Regions from separate parts of the Drosophila melanogaster genome. Here region 2 is linked to region 1. The links are chromatin contacts, called in public ChIA-PET maps. All regions are on one chromosome and are shown on one strand. The core of a region is the stretch at or near the end of the contact, and the rest is flanking DNA. Distances in the headings are between cores, read along the strand shown.

Evidence for each region. ChIA-PET counts read pairs in DNA pulled down with a chosen protein or histone mark.
Region 2: a contact with region 1 is called in an RNA polymerase II ChIA-PET map of the S2 cell line, with 3 times the contacts expected there. The contact joins the enhancer-like site here to the promoter of Ids in region 1. A contact is called at or near these places in 39 of 107 Hi-C or Micro-C datasets (the Clone 8 cell line, the D17-c3 cell line, the Kc167 cell line and 15 more) and 4 of 6 datasets of contacts at active chromatin or transcription factors (the Kc167 cell line and the S2 cell line).

The regions. Positions count from the first base shown.
Region 1 is chr3L:3,374,747-3,380,298 of dm6, reverse strand. Ids (Iduronate 2-sulfatase) reads right to left here and starts at 2,031. Exons shown (of 4, transcript NM_139557.2): 1 at 1,811-2,031; 2 at 728-1,748; 3 at 503-676; 4 at 216-435. The coding sequence starts at 2,014. The coding sequence ends at 296. It overlaps CG12012, which reads right to left and starts at 3,542. Exons shown (of 2, transcript NM_001300000.1): 1 at 3,352-3,542; 2 at 2,307-3,300. The coding sequence starts at 3,418. The coding sequence ends at 2,999. CG12010 reads right to left here. Exons shown (of 3, transcript NM_168030.2): 1 at 5,123-5,552; 2 at 4,265-5,065; 3 at 3,650-4,208. The coding sequence ends at 3,712.
Region 2 is chr3L:3,431,789-3,437,340 of dm6, reverse strand. It overlaps eIF5B (eukaryotic translation initiation factor 5B), which reads left to right. Exons shown (of 10, transcript NM_001259673.2): 9 at 4,976-5,137. Among named protein-coding and RNA genes, the nearest start is that of sty, 9.6 kb to the right of the region's middle. Within about 2 kb of position 3,095, at least 14 of the 39 cell types and tissues checked have an H3K27ac peak or open chromatin away from gene starts, as enhancers often do. A contact at or near this core is called in the D17-c3 cell line, the Kc167 cell line, the OSC cell line and 1 more, where this site is marked.

The DNA of each region.
Region 1 (5,552 bases), core at 782-3,281:
TCGCAGTGGATCGGATTGTATATTGTGCATATATAGATTGGTTGGGCGGCTCGGGGGGATTTGGGGGTGAGGCGGTCCCCAAGGCGGGGGCATCGCAGAAATTACAGCGAAAAATATGCAGCATGTCTGGGCGTCTCGCGGCTTGCAAACGTTGTTGCCCAACCGGAAGTATTAAATTCCAATTATGGCGACAAGATATTTCGCCGTCTCGAGATCGTTTGTCGCGCTGCCTTTATTGCTTATGAATTCATTCAAAATCAGAGGGATTCGAAGGGGAAGGGACAGCCGATCTCCACTAGCTGCCCACCATCTCCATCAATCGCCGGCGAAGGCGCTGACGCACATCATCGAACTGCGGCAGGGGCATCAGGTTCAATTCCTCGCCCGAATCCAGGCGGTGGTCGTACAACTCCTCGCCATACACATCGTGCCAATCTGAAGGGAGTTATATTTAATATATAATTAATATGGTTATTAATTGAATCTATTGATATTCTCTTACCTCTGCTAAAGTTTTGCGCATGGAACCTCACCCACATGGTATACCTATATATATCGGTTCTGAGACTATAGCCCATGATTTTTATATTCCTTAACTTCGGCTTGTCGCTGTTCGGGTGCTTTGTGGGCAGCATTCCTGGTCTTGGGTACTGACTGAGAGCCACGTGCTCATCCGCTGGAAGTGATTGCATTAAATACATTATATATCACATACAAAGCAACTTACCCCTTCCCAATCCCATCAGCTGATGGTAAAGACTTTTTCCCTCGCCACAGGTCAACTCCTGAGAGCTCTGGCATTTGTCCAATTTGGGTAATCCTGCCAGATCCACCAAAGTGGGGAAAACATCAAGGAGTTCTGTGATCCCGTGATAGTACTTCGTTTGGGCGACAGGGAACTGTGGACTTCTTATGATCAGTGGAACCCTGAGCGCCACCTCGAAGTTGCTGTACTTGGCCCACTCGGCGTGCTCACCCAGAGACCAGCCATGATCCCCCAGAGCGACCACCACCGTCTCATCCAGATCCAATCCCCCAATCAACTTGCCAAACAGATCATCCACATAGGACACCGAGGCGTAGTAGCTCTGTCGTATCTGAGCAGCCTGGAGTGGGGATATCGGTCCGTAGGGAAAGGATATGTTGGAGTGCTTGAAGTCATCCCTGGCCCGCACATCTGTGTAAGGATTCCAGGCCACTGCCGGCATATCCGGCGGCTTCAGGCTATCCTCCGTGTAATTGTAAAACTGGGAAAGGTTGAATCTCGAAAGGAATTGCCGTGGGAACCGGAAATTAATGTGCGGCTTGTGGAAGCCCATGGCCAGAAAAAATGGTTCCTGGCTGTGCCTGCTCCGTGAGCCCACAAAGCGCAATGCCTCCGCCACGGACTCGATGTCCGGCAGCGTTTTGTACGGCTGAGTTTGTAGCTCCACTGGACAGATGAGATTCTTCCGCAGAATGCCCTCCTTATCGGGACACACTGGCGAGTTCATAAACTGCTCGGTTCGGGGACGAAATGCTGGAGCCGACCAACTAAGGGGATAGTCATCCGTGTTGTTGGATGAGAGGCCAGGATGGAAGACCTTTCCACAGCTATAGGTGTAATATCCGTGCTCCTTGAAGTACTGCGGCAAAGTGGTGAAATTTCCGGTGAAAGTGCGCCAGTAACTGTAGAAATCGTACAGATGCAGAGTATCCGGTCTTCGACCCGTGAGCAGCGAATTCCGGCTGGGTGCACACAGGGATTGCTAAAGATTCAATATATATGTGTTTTATTAGGTCCGCACATCAATGATCACAGGCTGCCCACCTGGCTGTAAACTCTTGTAAAGATGTGACTTCCTCTAGCAAAGTTATCCAAATACGGCGTGCTGGCCAGCGTATCGCCATAAGCTCCAATAACTGGACGCAGATCATCAAAGATCACCATCACCACATTCGGCCGTCGTGGCGGAGCAGCTGCGTCCAGCAGCACTGGCATCATCAGCGAGAGCAGGAGACGAGCAGTGATCATGTCTACGGCGAAGGAAGCTCACAACTGTTGACTCGAAGATGCCGACACGGCGGATGTGGATGCCGGCGAATTTGTTGTGCTACCCTGTGCCCATGAAATCTGATAAGGGGGTATATCAGCGGCTCATACATTTGGTTTTATAAAAATTTTGAAAATCAAGTAATCTATATATATTCAAAAATTCAAATATCTAAAATATGGCGTTTTGAAGGGTTTTTCTTTTAATCTCCTGATGCATTTGAAGGGTATATTTATGTCATTCCCAAATTCATTTAAAACACTTCACTTGTTTACTGTTTTGCGCGGTAAAGTCCAAAGAGCATGGAGAAGAGAAATCGGACGGGCGGCGCAATTCAAAACCGCCCTCCATTATATTTCAATTGAATTTAACGGAAGCGCGCCTCGTCGACGCTTACAGTGCACATTTTACAAGTACAGTAAAAGTTCTATAATCACGAAATGCAACAGTGGGTCAAATTATTCACAAATCAAGAACTAATGAAGTTTTGTACAACCTAGTTCATATCTAAAACCGTCCAAGTCATTATATCTGCGTACCATTACTCTAAGATATAATAAACATGTTGTAAACCTTTTATTTAAATATATAAATATTTTTTCTTTTGTTTGCAGTTTAAAACTTATGTTACTTAAAATCCTTGTAAAAAGCCAAATCACTATTCAATTGGAAAACATGTTCAACTGATTTTTTTTAGCATTTTTTTCATAACTGGGCTTACTGATTTGAATTCGAGTTTAGCATATTTCACTGTACATGACCATTCTCCGGACAGGGACTGGAATGGAATCGGGGGCATTCCGCAGGCTGGCATGAATAATATTTACACATAGTATATAATGATTTGCGAGCTAACGATTAACAATAACAAAAATATTGGTGCTTTGTGATAGTCACCCACCGCGAAAGCCTAATAGGGATCAACTTTTAGCGTTTCTTTATGGATAATTTCTGGGTAATCCCCTCTAGAAAACCGTTCCGCAGTTGGAACAGCGCTTCTCACGCATGGCCAAGCAACAGAGAATTCCCAGCGGGAAGAAGAAGATTGCGCAGCACAGTCCGCAGGCGGAGAAGGTGTCCTCCAGGTATCCAATCCGACATGCAGGGCATCCTCCAATCACGATGATCTCGGTGGGCATAGCGACCGGAGCAGGCTGAATCACCACGCTGACCGGCGTCGTCTCGAAAGCTCCGTAGGTTGGCATGTGCATGTTTGGTGGCGGAGCACTAGGTGCTCCCTGATGCACGCCCACTATCAGCCGGGAATCTAAAAAAGATGTGCATTGAATTGGATGCCTTTAGTGAGCCTATTACTTACCCTGCGAGGGACTGTTCATGACTTCTTCGTAGCTCGGCGGCGCGGCGTCTTTACGGGTATCTGCCATTGTGGCCGGAAAGCTTTTTTTTGTGACTCACTGCTTCTTGTTATGAAAATAGTCTAGGCTTTTTTACTACGTTTAATTGCGTTAACTTTTTCTCTGCGTTTTCTTTGTTTTGCCGCAATCAGTTATCGTTGCAACAGCTGACTGCGACTATTCTATCGATTGGTAATCGTGGTCGCGGGAGTACATATCGTAAATCAGTAGTTTGAATTTGAGCAAAGAATTCTACGATTTAACATCTTAAAATACATTTATTTATGCAAAACTAACAAATGCAACTGCACATACATCTTGTTCTATAAGAACCTATAAGCAAACTTATAGTAGCCATCTATTTGGCTTTGAGTGAGCGAGGATTTCTGCTTGGTCAGAACTTTTTCAAAGTCTTGTAGCTCAATTTCCGTGGCCTTAAAGTCACGTTGAAAAGCCTCGATAGCCGCCTCATTGCAGAGATTACACAGATCCGCTCCAGAATACCGGTCTGTTCGGGCAGCAATCTCCTGGAGAAACACATTTTCATGGAAAGGCATGCGCTGGGAGTGGAGTTTTAGCAGAGCCAGGCGGGATTTCTCATCTGGGGCTGGTACATGGATAAGCTTGTCAAAGCGTCCTGGTCGCAGTAGGGCATCATCGATCATATCCGGTCGATTGGTGGCTGCAACGACAAGTATATGTTGCTGACTACCACCCCCCACAATGCCATTCATTTCGGTCAACAGCGTGGAGAGAATCCTCAGCTGAACTTGTCCACCACCTCCGCCACTTGAGACCGTCCTTCTGCCAACAAGCGAATCTATAAAATTAAGTGGATTAATCATTTTTATGGCAAATTAAGCTTATCCGACTCACCTATCTCATCTAGAAATATAAGACAGGGTGCATTTTTTCGCGCTGTGTCAAAGATTCGCGATATAAATCTTTCCGCGCAACCGACGTAGGGAGAGTACACCTCCGCCGCCGACGTAGCAATGAAGGTCATGTCAGCTTCCTTGGCCAGGCACTTGGCTACGGTGGTCTTGGCACATCCTGGAGGTCCATAGAGCAGCACTCCTTTGGGCAAACTTAGTCCGAATCGAGCAAAAGCGGCACTTTGTCTTATACCCGCTAGAACGGAGACTTGCAAGGTACGTTTCAGTGCTTCCATGCCTCCGATAACCTCAAACCCAGCCGTCATCTTCGAGACCCGCACATCTGTGGATCGAGATGCACTCGGTTGAGTTTGTGACAGGGATTTGAGGAAAATGTGCTCTATGTCGAAGTCGTCTTTTGTTAAGAGTTGCTGTTGAACGCGGCGCAGGAGTAGTGTTAAATCCGCTATCACATATCCCTGAGTGTTTCTCGCTATATGCTCGAGTAAAGTCTGTGAGATATTCAGCTCGTGTACTTCGCAGAGATGCTCTACGAGTTGTCTGCGCTGCCCTTCGCTGGGCATATTAATGGTCACCTCTCGGACGAACCGCCTGCGCGCATGTTCATGCAAGGAGTCCGGGACACCAGAAGTTGCCAGACATATGATGCCTCGAGGAAGTGCGTCTAGCAGTTTGTAGAGCTCAGCTGAAATTCGTAGGCTATTGCTAGAGTTTTTTGCATCTGCGACAGCCGTTGAGGGGCAGAGCAGCTCCAGATCCTCAATGAGGATTACAATTGGCACTATAAATATAAAACTAATTAATATTTCAAACGTAAAACAAACACTGTGAAAATTACATAATGGACGTAGTTTCTCCTTGAAAGTCTGAGCAGCCTGAAAGATCCTCCTCAACTCCTCTTCGGTTTCGCCGGGATATGAGCGCAGCACCTGGCTGGCTGTAATGTAAAAACAGTTGCAGCTATGACGACGCAGGAACTCACTGAGTAGACCACTTTTTCCACAGTCCACCGGACCCACAACCAATGCTGTAGTAGGAAATCTATGCGAAAAGCTGATTTTAGAGGTTTCCAGGAGCTTCTCCAACTGCTCCATGGGTCGCTCGAAGCTGTGTGGCAAATACTTGAAGATAAAATCTAAAGAAAAGGGCATTCCCAGGCGTATGTCCGCCAGGAGTAGCTCAGCATCGTGGGCTATTTCAAAACACTCGTCATCAGCAACTCCTGGAGCATCGAATATCTCCACACTGGCAATGCCCAGCTGCACAAG
Region 2 (5,552 bases), core at 1,846-4,345, 56 kb before region 1:
ATGAGAAATAATTATCTTAAATACTTTTTTATTATAGCATTTATCCTTTCAATAAATGTGTGATATATTTTTAAATTCACAGGAAATTAAAAGTAAATTTTAAAAATATGTTTTGTAAAATACCGTATTTTTTCTTTCTGTGTACGATTGCCTTATATATTTATTTTACTATGAAAATAAACAGGCGGCGCAACAGCAACAATGGCTGCTATTACAAATGGCAATTGCAATAAAAGCAGACCGACCAGCAACAACAAAAGAAATTAGCGTAATTAGCAAATTACTCGCCGCTCTCTGTGTTTCTTTGTTTTTTTTTTTTATTTTGTTGTATTTTTTTTTTTTTTTTTTGCCTTTGTTTTTGCGGCTTGGAAATTGACGTCGTCGTTGCTGTTTTCTGTTGGTTTTATTTCGCTTTTGCTCGGTCAGTTGGTCGCCTTCGTCACATTTCAGTTTTTCTTGGCCGGAAATGCTGAATTTGCACAAAAACCGACGGAAAACTGGCATAAAAACGTTCTTATTCTCAGCTGCTTCTTCCCCTTTTTTTTCACCCATTTACACGCGCACCCAAAATAAATATACTTAATTGACGTTTGTTTAATCGCTTAATGTTTTCGGGCTGCAGGCTATAAAAATTATAAAAAAGTTGAGAATATTATAAACAGCGGACGTATCACCTACGCATAAATATTTCGACTAAGTGGAACAATAAACCAAAAGCCCAAAAGGGATGACAATTTGGCTTGAAAGATTGCCATGGGACTATTTCCCAAAGTTGTGTTTTCAGTTATCGCAACAGTTTTAGATAGCTCATTGTCTTGTGCCGGGCAACAGCAGACTCCAAGATACATTCTACGAGAAGTTGTCTGAGAGATAAAAAGTTTCAATAAGTTTGTTGGTAGTATAGGTCAGGTTATCTCGTTAACGTTTTCTCATTAGAAATGTTATATTATACTCATTTTCTTCTCACAACAATGCTATTGACGCAGTCCCCTAACGATTCTTTTGCATAAAAATGCTCTTTAGAAATCGTAATAAATGTAATATTTGTTTACACAATTTCAAGCAGATGGTGAAATAGCTAACTTCCGCGCAAACAGGGTAATCTACTTGAAGCTTTTTTTTTATTTGGCCAGGGGAAAACCGTCAAAGAAATTATATTTTATGGCCGCATTGTGAGACGCCAGAAGTTTGAAGACTCCTAGGCTAACAATCGGGGAAAGAACCTAATAATAGTTATTAACTCAGGCATTGAACTTGATACGATTTTGGCTGATAGCTCACCTGGCTAGTCAACAACTCGCATTCACTTCCTCCCGAACAGAGTTCAATTAGACTTGCATTTTCGGCTTTCTTATCGTTTTTCGTTATTTTTATATATTCATTGTTCGATTCTTATCGATGTTCAATCGAGTGGTTCCATAAACTCATTCGCTTCAGTTTCATTCACCTGGACGCATAATTGATTGTTTTGCACTCGGGCTAATATGCATATGGGCCTGGCTAGGATACTTGGCCCCACTTTATTGACACGCCTGATTAATGGCCATATGCCGAGCAGCTGGCGGGTATCTATCAAGTATTTCCGATGTCCGATAACACAACGTTAACCCAAACAAATTAAACAATAATCAATGGGCTTTAATTTTCGCTTTTCGAGTGGCACAAACTACGAAATTAATAACAACTGTGTCCGCTAATCATTTCTAATCAGTGGAGCTTGCTGCCGCTCTTTAACACCTTGGCAACAGCACACAGACACCCACCTGGGACTCACTTGAATTTCGATGGCAATGACGATGATGGCGATGATGAGCTTGCCCACCAACTTCCTGTCAGTGAAAGATTTTCTTTTCGGCCTCCTACGAGCCGCGAGTCTGGATTGTGGGCGTTGCTGCACTGCAGCAATGGAGATGGAGATGGAGATTCGAGATGCTAATGAGCATGACTAGACTTCTGCTCAAAGGGGTCTGTCTTGGCTCATTTGGTAGGTGTTGTTGGCATTGTTATTGCCGTTGAAAGCCATGTCGCTTGGCGTTGCATGACTCGAGCTGAGCTCAGGTCCAAACAACTGGCAGTTTTGGCTAGCTGGGTGGAAAGGTTGGAAAGCGTTAGGGTTGGGTAATACCAGAATGTTAAAAAAAATATGTAGTAGTATATTAGTAAACTTTTTTAAACCTCACAGTTTGCTTTGGAAAACGTTTATCAACACAGCATTTGTTCAGCCACATAGAAACCATATAAAATATATTTTAAAACTTCTTTTCTACACTGCAGCCCTGATGCCGCACACCTACTCTTCCAATGCCCCCCTCCTTAGTTATTCCGCTACCAAGATCTCCTCAGGTTGTTTTCCTCCACTTCCATCTCTACCTTCCGAAAGTTGTGGGCAGCTAGATGAGTGGGGTTATCTGGTGGTCCGTGGACGGATGGATCGTGATCATGTTCATAGCGATCACGGCGATGATGACTATATAAATGCTTCCTCAAATCTGGGAGCTTGCTGCGGCCCAAACTCGAATCAGCGACAAGTTCTTCTTTCTCCCTCGAAAAACATGACGTAGGCAAGTTCGTGGGGCCCCAGACTTCTCGATCCATTTGAAAAGCGTAGATCGTCAGCCCCGAGGGGCTGAAGATTTGGTTGAGGAGAATCCAAGACCGGCAGCCGAGATTGGAAGAATTGATGTGGCTACCGTTTTATATTTTGTATTTTTCGAGGCCACTCGAAGTTGCAGCTGCGCAGACTCAAAGGCCCTGAAAGATTTGCTTTTTCGAGTCCCCCGCGCGACGGATGTTGCGAATTTTCGTCTTTGACACATATAAAATGTGTGCACATGTATATATTATGCGGTATATATATGGGGTAATTCTCTCTACGGTCAACTAATTTAGTGTTTCCTGCTGACAACAGCATAAACAAGCTGCAAAGAAATCAGAGAATTGTGTCACTAAAATGTTTGCGCTGCCCAAAAAAAAACAAAAAAAAAAGAATAAAGATAGCACACAATCTATGTGTTTGTCCCTCTTCTGGTCGCCGCTCTCCATCAAACATTTTACAAAAAGCCAAATGCTTTTTGAATCTCGTTTTGTTCGCTTTCGATTTGTTGTTTTCGTTCATTCATACAAGCAGCGCTTTTTTCGAAAATAGACGACATCCGGTCTGCACGAAATATATAAATCATATTTTTAGATAAACGCCGATACACTCACACACACACACACACACAGCCAAGCGATCTGCCAGCCAGAAAAAGTTGTACAAAAAATATACAAAATCGAACCGGGGGAAAAAAAAGAGGAATGTAAAATGTTGTTTTCGTAGTCAACTTGTTTGGGGTTTTTCGGCGAGACGAGACGGCCGCATCGTCATCGAATTTTTTCTTAATGCCCAATAAAGAATTCGCTTTCTTTGGCATCGAAATCAGAAAGTATATCACACTATTTTGGTCGTTTTAAATTGTGCTTACAGTTGGAAATTAAATGACTTGATAGGGCTAGAAATCTATTAAATTATTAAATTGGATGTTCACAAGAACTTTTTTTTTCTTTTTATAATTTTGTGTAAAAAAGGATTCCTATAAAAATTGTTTTAAATTTAAAGAATTTTGTAAACATTATGCAAAGACAAAAACAAGTATAGACGTCCCAATAATATTACCCGAATAGAACTTTTAATCTAAACCGATTTATCTCCCTGGAAGACGATTTCCTTTTTTGCCACTTGCATCAACAGGCCCATCAATTTCTCCTCTCATCATTTGGTGCGAGTTTGGTATGGGCCGGGTTGTTTTTTTTTTTCGCCATATTCCTTTGCAACATATATACATATAAGTATATACATACCATATCTATCATAAATATCCCCCACTGGGATGATTTCGTTGCTCTCATAAAAGACGAAAATTGCCGGCTCGCACCGCAGTAGCGCAATGTTGAAAGAAAAAATTGTGTGGAAATGGAAATAAATTAACACATTTAATGAAAATTTCGAAGAGAGCGCGAAAACGCGAAGACGCCGCAACGGAAGACGTGGAACGGGGCGTATGAGTAATCAACGACAGGAAATGGTGACAAATGCTCCCTCTCCCCTCACACATCCCCTCGCCCGTCTTTCTCCTTCTAGGGGGTGTGTAAATGTGCTATGTAGCTATTTGCACCGATAGCAACAGGCCAGCACAACAACAACAACAACATGAAAAGCAAAAAAAAAAAAGAATTTCAATAATTTATTTGGTTTGAATGAAATACGAACGAGGGCAGCGACGTCGACGCCATTGGGGCGCCCACAGGAAACGCGACGTTGGCAACAGTTTCCTGTTTTGTTTTTGTCGAGTGCAAACGGGTTACGACAACAAACATGTTACAATTTGGTTCAATGACTTTGTTAGGCCATCGAGATAGGAGCCCATGCACAGCGAGAAAATCAATGGTCCAAAAGGGACTTTAATTTGACTTCGTTTAAGCTGTGAAAATATTTGATAGAAATTTCACTTTAATAGTCGAAACTTAACAAAAATGGGTTTTAAATTTATGTTAGTTTTAATATATAATTAAATGTAAGCAAAGCATAGATAGGCATTGCAGTGTACAGTGTACCCACCCACGAGTTTATCAGTGGAATTGAGGAAGTGGTCACCGCATATGAAACTTGCGCCAGATGCGCTGATAAGACCCACCCATCCACCAGCCATTTGATTCCCCACCCACACGGCCTATTCTACTTTTTTGGCAAACCTTTTATTTAGCGCTTAACGTGGAGTTATTTTACGGCTTTGGCATATTAAACGAGCTGGTGAAACTTATCAGCGATTCAGACGGCGACATGCGGAAGTCCCACCCCATAAAAGTTCACTGCGGCCATCTGATTATTTCTAATTTGCCGCAACATTACACATACGCCCCGTCGGCCACGTATGCTAAAATCACTTTCACAATTTCACTGACCACCAATTCTTCTCTTTCTTTCGTTTGATTGCAGTTCGTGGACATTGGAATCGTGACTTCCATCGAATCGAATCACAAGCAAATCGAATTCGCGCGCAAGGGTCAAGAGATTTGCGTGAAAATCGATCCGATTCCCGGTGAATCGCCCAAAATGTTTGGTCGCCACTTCGAGGCCGATGATATGCTGATTAGCAAGGTAAGTCCATCTATCGATTTTAAAGAACCCTCCACTTGAGGTTACTCAAAACAATGGGCGGTAGAATAAATTCATTAGAATTCGGGAGCGGAAGAATCAACTTAAAACTCGAGATAGGCTCGAGTCGAGTGCATTATTGTCGGGAAGTGAGGAACCGCACTATCATCGTTTTGGTGGGCATGTGTTTATGAATGGATTAGATATCTGAAGTGGTGCAATTATAAACTCAGCTATATCACTTTTTTTGTGTTTTTACTCGGTTCTTTTGTACGCAGTTTCGATTAAACATATTTAAACCGTAAATTTGCAACGTAGTTATTCGCAGAATCAAACCTTTCAACTTAATTAAATGATTTGAATTACGCATGGATTGCTAGAATAATATTGCATTTTACTCAATTAATTTCGCGAAAGC